Linked DNA regions of Gossypium hirsutum: all the other regions are linked to region 2. A link is a contact called in public Hi-C data. All regions are on one chromosome and are shown on one strand. Each heading gives the region's core, a stretch centred on a gene start, on an enhancer-like site or on the middle of the called end of the contact. The rest is flanking DNA. Distances are from core to core; before and after follow the strand shown. Region 1 holds the start of LOC107950993. Region 2 holds the start of LOC107902292 (calmodulin). Region 3 holds the start of LOC107951039 (transcription factor UNE12).

The links. A called contact is a pair of places that touch in the nucleus more often than the background predicts.
Region 1: a Hi-C map of leaf shows a contact between it and region 2, with 2.0 times the contacts expected there. The contact joins the promoter of LOC107950993 here to the promoter of LOC107902292 in region 2. A contact is called at or near these places in 2 of 34 Hi-C or Micro-C datasets (both in leaf).
Region 3: a Hi-C map of leaf shows a contact between it and region 2, with 2.2 times the contacts expected there. The contact joins the promoter of LOC107951039 here to the promoter of LOC107902292 in region 2. A contact is called at or near these places in 2 of 34 Hi-C or Micro-C datasets (both in leaf).

What each region holds. Positions count from the first base shown.
Region 1 is chrA08:10,837,373-10,840,229 of Gossypium_hirsutum_v2.1, forward strand. It overlaps LOC107950993, which reads right to left and starts at 1,347. Exons shown (of 5, transcript XR_005900133.1): 1 at 212-1,347; 2 at 1-126.
Region 2 is chrA08:11,126,614-11,129,313 of Gossypium_hirsutum_v2.1, forward strand. It overlaps LOC107902292 (calmodulin), which reads left to right and starts at 1,434. Exons shown (of 4, transcript XM_041075847.1): 1 at 1,434-1,849; 2 at 1,963-2,138; 3 at 2,213-2,290; 4 at 2,379-2,649. The coding sequence starts at 1,974. The coding sequence ends at 2,516. It overlaps LOC107902204 (2-methyl-6-phytyl-1,4-hydroquinone methyltransferase, chloroplastic), which reads left to right. Exons shown (of 3, transcript XM_016828445.2): 3 at 733-1,170. The coding sequence ends at 888.
Region 3 is chrA08:10,693,165-10,695,960 of Gossypium_hirsutum_v2.1, forward strand. LOC107951039 (transcription factor UNE12) reads right to left here and starts at 1,317. Exons shown (of 6, transcript XM_016885930.2): 1 at 689-1,317. The coding sequence starts at 1,042.

The DNA of each region.
Region 1 (2,857 bases), core at 97-2,596, 290 kb before region 2:
TAATCCATCAGTGACCATTTTCCTGCAAAAATCATCTTTACTCTTACAGATCTTGTTCTTCTCCACAATCTTCGCCGTATCCGCCAATAAAATCTTTTCACTCACACTCATAGGACAAATCAAATTCTGTTCCATAAAAGATGAGCTACACATTTAAAAAATAAGCTACAATTTTACAATTTAAGGAAAAAGGCGGAAAATATTGTAATACCTTTAGGATTTCAGATGCTTCAGCGGGAGAATTAAGATTGGAGTCACCAAAGAAACTATCCATATCGTCTTCGGAGCTGTCGCTGCAGTTACGGTTGAAGCAGTTACAGCGGTTACGGCTGCATCTAACAGCACAAGATTGTTGTTTCTCGTTGTTTTCTTCTATGAAATTCTGAACCATCTTGGCCAAGCAAACAGAGCTCGGCTCGAACTCACCGGCGTATTCCTTGCTTAAAGGGAGCTCATCGGCGGCGATGGTACCGATCTTATCCGTCGTGGAATTTCTTAGAACGCTAGGGAACGGCCGTTCAAACAGCCGCTTGAACCTCGATTTCACCAAAGGCTTTACTGTTTCCGACCGCGGCAGCGCTGCCTCTTCTAGCGTGTTGAAATCGATCGGCTGGATCTTCATTGGGAAAGGCATGTTTCTCGGTCTTCAAAAAAAAAAAGAAAAAAAAAGCCGCTTCTACCTTTACTACGGCAACACTTCAAACTCTCGTTGATTCTTCTCTTTCTGATGAGATCAGCACACGCAATTGACACAGAAATTCATGTTGGAGAGACAAAAAATAATGCAGTTAATCAAGACACGAGACTCTTAACTCTTAACGTTGATTATAATATACAATTATTTGCTTCTCATTTGCCAAACAAGGGATGGAATAACTTCATAACTCTGCTAAGTAGAGTCGCTTTGCTTACGAGTTTTTTTTTTTTTCACTTTTTTTTTCAGATACGGTTAAAGTTACCGAAACACGCAACAGCCCGAGAACATAATGTTATTTCCATGGGAATTCACGCGAAGATTGTGAGTGACCAGCGAGTCCATTTTTCCGGCAACAACTCGCCGGCGAAGAGAACGAGAATTAAGAAATAAAACCGATGAAACAAGAGGTGGTGAAAAAGCCAGAAAATGGAAATGAGATGAGACTGTTAGCAGGGGCAGTGGTCCAGGGCCTTATAAAGGGTGGAGGGGTAGGGATATCTGACGTGGACCTGTTGACAAAATTTTGAAGTCCTACGTGGCGAAATATTTAATCCGTTGAATTTGGGCTACGTGTTGAACCGTGAACCGGTTCATTTTTAGTGGTGGTTACACGATGCCACGTAAAGGAGCGTGACGATAAGGTGCCGGTTTCCGTAATGGAGTCCCATGGTACTCAGGCGCTGTTAATTAGTGAAGTTAATTTAATAGGGTTTAGATAAAATTACCTAATTGGACCTCAAAGGTTGTGGTTAATTTGCTACGTCAATAGTCATCATGACTAGGAAAAAGCAATGAGAGTGTGGGTAGGATAGTCTTTTCAGTAAATTATGGTAAATTAGTGGGAAAGTGATAGGGGAGGTTAAAACTGGAAAGTACAAGTACATGGGAAAAGGTGAGGTCCACAAATCAATGACGGTTTTATTGCTTTTTTGGGATTAAAGGGGGGTGTTAAAGTAAAACGGGAAGACTGTGGGGGGGGGGGGGGGGGGCTAAATAGGGAAATCAGTGGACTTTTCCTTCCGATGCATTAAACCAGTTACCTGATGTCGTTTAGGATTAAGGAGGACACGAGTTGTTTGGGTTACGAATGAGATGTCATTTATTGCGTGTCTATTCCCAAGTTCCTATACTTTAAAAATGTTTCAGATTTAATTCTTGTATTTAAAAAATTAAATTATTTTATTTTTTCAATTTAAATATCCTAATTGTTAGTATTTTTTAAAAAAAATTGTCATTATATTATATTTATTTTTTAACAATCATATGCCTTATTATAGTTTAATTAACATGGTAAATTTTGATATAAATATTAATAATTTTAATGATTAGTTCAAAATTTAAAATTAAAAAATTAATTAAATTTTTTTTAAATACATGGGCTAAATGTCAAACTTGATCAAAACACATGGATTGTATTTGTGTATAAATTATAATATTAATAGGATAATACATACATATTTTCTCCAAGGTTGGTTTCATATTTGCAAATAAGTTTTATGTGATTCCCACATGACACGTAACATTTTTATTAAAATTCTATGTAGTCAAATCGATATGGAGAATTGGTTTAATATCTATGTTCATCTCTCTCTCCCTTGTTTTTTCAAAGTCAAAATAAAAATTGCTTAAAAAGTTGTCAGTAAATAAAGAGTGATTTTTAAATAATAATAAAAAATACAATTTAATCATTTTAATTTTAAAAATTGTGATTTGGCGGTTAAATGGCACATTTTTTTTATTAGAAAAGAAGAAAATCAATTATTATATTTTTATGAATAATATATGTGTGAAATGCATGTATTCATATTTATATATCTTCTTATAAAATATTGTTTTCTAATATTATTAATTTTTATTAAAATTTAGTTTTGAAGGACAATCTGACACCTTTACAAACTCTTTATCTTTCTACTTGTTTGATATGAAATCTGATAATATGATATTAGTTGGGAGTAATTGAGTATATGATGGGCCATTGATATATTATTGTGTGGGGACTCCAAGGAGAAGAAAGGACAGCCATGTGTTTTGATCCCAACATACATCTCTCTTATTATGGGCCTTGTTAAGAAATGATATCTCCTCAATTTAAGGGCTATATATCTCCATTTTATCAACTTTTTAAGTTCACAAATGAAATTAAAAAAATCCTACCAAAAA
Region 2 (2,700 bases), core at 184-2,683:
ACTCTGTATTATGAGCCAAGGATTCAAAATGTGGTGAAAGGTTCTGTACATTGTTACAAATATACAACTATTTTACCTTCTGTTTAAGGAGCCATAATCATAAGCCGCAACTAATCCTCAGAATAGCCTCGGTTCTTTTTATCCTGAATTGTTCAAATTCTGGTTCTGCCTTTGTTGTTCAGTCAAAGAAGCTCTCAGTCAACAATCAATAAATAAGTTTACTTTGGCACATAATTGATAAGTGTTTTCTAATAGCCCCTTGTAATCATCTCTCATTCATCTCCCACCTCGGTCTTTCGTGATATGAAGATGGAATTGATTTCTTTGGTCTATGAGATTATCTAGATCTCTTCTAGTCTTTTAGGTGCATACATTTTCAGATGATGCTTGATTACTGGAACTGAAAGAAGAGCTATAAGATGTATGGAACTGATGTATTTGGTACAGCTCTACCGATTTGTGTTTACTGTATTAAACTCTTTACTTGGTTCAGCATCATGGACATTGGATTGTAGATAACTATCTTGATTCATTCAACCCTAAGCCCCAATCCATTCTTACTGTGCTGTTAATATAACCTGGGCTATATTTTTATTATACTGTTAACATTGAGCTCATGGGATATAATATACTTTCTGCATCTGGCACTCACCGGTGAACATGAATTCATGGAACTGAAGTGAAAGCAATCATCATTTAATTTTTGATTTTATCATTCTTTATCTTATGCAGCTTGGACCTAAGGCAGAGGATGTATCAAAGCCGGTAAATCCGTTTGTATTTCTCTTACGCTTCATGTTGGGTGCCACTGCAGCAGCATATTATGTACTGGTTCCTATCTACATGTGGCTCAAAGATCAAATTGTACCAGAGGGTCAACCAATCTAAAGAAAGAAATGAACTTCTGCTGTTCTGCCCTTCCAAGTTGCATACATCTCTTTAGTATATATATATATATCCTATGCTAGACCATGAAGGGTGTTTTGCATTTCTGAAATAAAACCTAACCTTTCAAGTAAATTCAACCTCTTCTTTTTTCTTTAGCTTTGGATATATTTTCGTCAATGTCCGTTTTATGGTTCATCAAAACCAGTCGTCCCTCCTAAGTTTTGGATATACTTTAAAGCTGCATCTATAAATGAATAATAATATGAGATGTTTTATATTTGAGTTTGTGTGTCACTTAATTTCTTTCCGAAAACTTTATTTCTTGGATATTTTATCTGCCAAAACCATCTGAAATACTCAATTGATCTGAAATGGATATGTTTGTTCAACATTGACTGCCACTTTTTCATTTTTCTTTTCCAATTAGCCAGTATTTAAATCATCATTTGTAATCATGATTATTTTAAGCAATCGAATTTGCATCTATCTCTATCATGTGATGCCTAGAAAAACAAATTCTACTACAATACTTTTGACCACTGTGTTGAATAACCTTTTCTATAATCGAATTCCCACCTTTACAATCTTTTTGTTCGCACGATTGTGATGTCGATCAATTAAATAGCTATGCTAACTAAACTAAACTAAAGAAAGAAAGAAAAAAAAAGGGTGATCCTGTATCTTTATTCAATAGGTTGCACTAATTTTCTAGAAAATTCTTTCTTTGAATACAACTTAGACTAATCCAAAAAGTTTTTGTCTCATTTTTTTTCTTACCCACTCCCTTTTTATATATAATCTTACATAGAAGGCCAGTATCACATTCCCATTTCTTCATTCTTCGACACAAGCATAGAGTTTTCATTAGTTCAGCATGGCAGATGATCAAGTTGCCGAGTTTCGGGAAGTGTTTTGCTTGATCGATAAAGATTCAGATGGTATGCCATCATTCCTTTTTTGGGTATGAGACCCTTCGATATCTAGTCACGTTGCAGTCGAACTAGGTCGACTGATGTTGGGCATACTTTTCCATTCTTTGAAACACATGTTTACATTGATGTAAAATTATTGCAGGTTTCATTACCATGGAAGAGCTGGCATCAGTGATCCAGACATTAGATGATGCAAACCCTATAAAAGAAGATCAAAACATGATGATGATGATGGTGATTAACGAGGCTGATGATATTGAAAGAAAAGGGAAGATTGACTCTGTAGATTTCGTGAATATTATGGCTAGAAAAATGCAGGTAAATAAAAATAAAACCAATAATGCTCATGTTTTGTTTTGTTTGATGAGGCAAATAATGAATTGAACTTGTAGGAAAATGAGGTGGATGAGCTAAAAGAAGCTTTCAAAGTATTCGACCGGGATCAAGATGGATTTATATCAGCAAATGAGGTTTAAACACACACTGTAACATATCTTTCTTTGCAACATTGAATCATTGGTACATGGAGTTGACCAAAAACCCATGTTTGAAATGCAGTTAAGACAAGTAATGATGAACATGGGAGAAAGACTGACAATGGAAGAAGCAGAACAGATGATCAGAGAAGCCGACTTAGATGGTGATGGAGTTGTGAGCTTTGATGAGTTTGGAAGGATGATGATGGTGACCCTATGAAACTCTTTCATGGATTTGCTTTCTTTGTCGGATATGTCCCCTTCATAGCCACCTATTGTCAGATTGCAAATAACTGTAACCCTTAGATAGATGGTGATACATTTAATAAATAACATCTATACTTCGAGCCTAACCATTCTCCATCATTTATTTGTCTGATATTATATAATAAAAATATGTTATA
Region 3 (2,796 bases), core at 67-2,566, 430 kb before region 2:
GTTTCTCCTGGTAGATGGGGCCATTAAACAAAGACCGGTTTACTTAACTACAAATCAAGGAATCAACTACTAGTTATTTTACAGAAGATTTTTTAGATTTTTATTTCACTACTATGACCCTAGCTTTCAAGTTCCAAATACATGCCCTTCAATTCTTGAAAAAAAAATTAACTTGTGAAGTACAACTCTTGTTTAATTTTGGATTCAGGTTTACAGCAAATCAGCAGTTGAATAGTCTTCAATGATTGAATAATCTTACTCTGCCAGTTAGTTAATGACTTAAGCAACTCTAAGACATTGATGTACTGTATCCTTTGTAAATATCAAAACTTGGCATCCCACAATAGTAACTCCCACCAAACCCTGTCATGTTTTCCTTTGTCTTCTCTGCTATCAGACAGAAACAGGCATGGTATAGTAACATGAAAAAAGATCAAACAGACAAATATGCTGTCACCCCAAGTTTGACAATCTAAAACTTAAAATAATCCAAAAAGGACAAATGCACATACTCCATTTACAGAGGAGAAAATTGACAATAATTAAATATAATTATATTTAGTTATCAGCACCATAAAACCTAGCTTCTAAGTCAAGCTCCTGAAAGGAAATTCATATATAAAAAGAGGGAAAAAACTTTTAGAGGGAAAAAGTTTTTTTTTAAGTGATAAAGTATTATTTTTCTTACATTTTTTACAGAAGAAGCTCGGTCATCAACGACCCCGTTCCGAAACCGCTTCCCACTACCGGAAGCTTCCTCGGGTTTCAAAAACCCGCCTTTCCCTTGCTCCAAGCTCAAGCCCAAGGGGAAAACCTGCCCATGAAACGCACCGCCTCCACCGCCGCCGATTCCACCGATATGAGCGGCGCCATCACCGGAGCTGAGCTGCAAAAACATTGGAGCTCCAGCTCCAGCAGCGGTTGCAGCCAATCCAGCGTCGGATCCAGCTAAGCCCGTTTCGGAGGGCGCAAAGTTAGGGAGGCCGAGGATTTGCTCGAGGAAATCATCGGCGGCGGGGGCCTCGTTGGTGTTATTAGCCATGAGAAAGCCGGAAAAAAGATAGCAGCGGAAAGTGAGTCCAAGTAGCGGCGATAGGGACTAACCAAAGAGCATCTACATGCAAAGGAAATGGCGAAACTGAATTGAACCAAAAAAAAATATAATAAAAAAGCAAAATAGAAAGTTTGGAGTTTTGGCTTTCCTCTTCTTTTTTTCTTCAGCTCTGAGAGAGAATCAGAAAAAGACAAATATATACAAAGAAAAAGAGGGAAGGAAAAAGGAGAATGCTTTTATATTATTTTTCTTTTCCTCTCTTTGAATCGTGGTTAAAAACATAACGCTTTTTGTTAAAGGGCTTCGAGTTTCACCTAAATTACGTGGCAACCCTTTTTTCTCTCTCTTGTTTTTTACACAGTAAATCAAGCACTTTATGTGTGTTTGAATACAGGATGCGACGTGTTTATTTTTTGATTTTACTGTTACTGTTATTTTTATATTAATTCTAATTAAACGTATAATATCATCATAATTTCTTGTTTGAATTTTGAATTTTTTTCCATTCTAAGATGATTTTAAAATAAAAAAAAGTCTTTAAAATATTTTATATTTTAAATATTGATAATAAATTAATTTAAATAAAATATTAAAAATTAAAACAATTTTATGAACGAAATTCTTGAAAAAATAAAAAGAAATTTAATTTTAATTTTTTTATATATTAGCACAATTTTATCCAATGTAGAACTATTTGTTAACAATCATAAATCTAAGTTAATTTATTGTATCACCAAAAAGGGGTTCAATTTATTTTTTAAACTTTAAATAGTATCCATCATGGGCTTTTAAATTAGATAAAAATGTTGGTTTTAAAAATTAATTCAACAAACAAATTAAATCAATTTGTAGCATATTTATTGGAATAGAGTAGTTTTGAAGAAAGAAGGGAAAACATATTACGCTTTTTTATCTTACGGTCGAATTCTCTAACGATCAAAGTGTCAACTGCCATGAAAAAAAAAACAATTAATTTTTATCTCTATAGAAACTCAAATCTTCTCCTATTTTTTTAACTAAAAACAATTAATAAATTAAACTCTTAATTTTTTTAAGTCGAGTACAAATATTAAATTTATTCATAAATTACCTTGCATATAAATATTTTTAAATACATCATTTAAAAAATAATAATTGAAATAATCAATAAAATAATATCTATTTTTTTCTTGGATCCTAAATCAGCTTCTAACATATTAATTATCATATAAATCAATCTCTTTAAAATATTATTCTAGAAACTAAAAAAATTAAAGCAAAAAATATTATAAACACTAATAAGAATATTAATCATTAAATTTTTATAATTTTTTATTATTAAAATTATAAAGATAATTTCAATTTAATTAAATTAATTTTTAAACCATAATTTGTAACACTCCTAACTTATATTCGTCGTTAGAACAGGGTTACGAAGCATTACTGGAATAAACAAATCAAAACAGACATTTCAAATTATTTAACATCCATGTCAGATATTATTCATAAAGTCCCTTATATGAGCGCTTGAGACCCAAAACATTCATTAGAAACAAGTTGAGATTAATCCAGGTACTCAGAGAATTTTTTTCGTGAAATTTCAAAATTTTTCCTAGGTGCAAGGTACACATACTCGTGTCGTCAGGCCGTGTAGCACACACAGCCAAGAGACACGCCCGTGTCTCGGGTCGTGTGAACATTCGAAATAAGGACACACGACTGTGTCCCAGCCCGTATCCAAATTAGGGTAGTTATTGACTTGG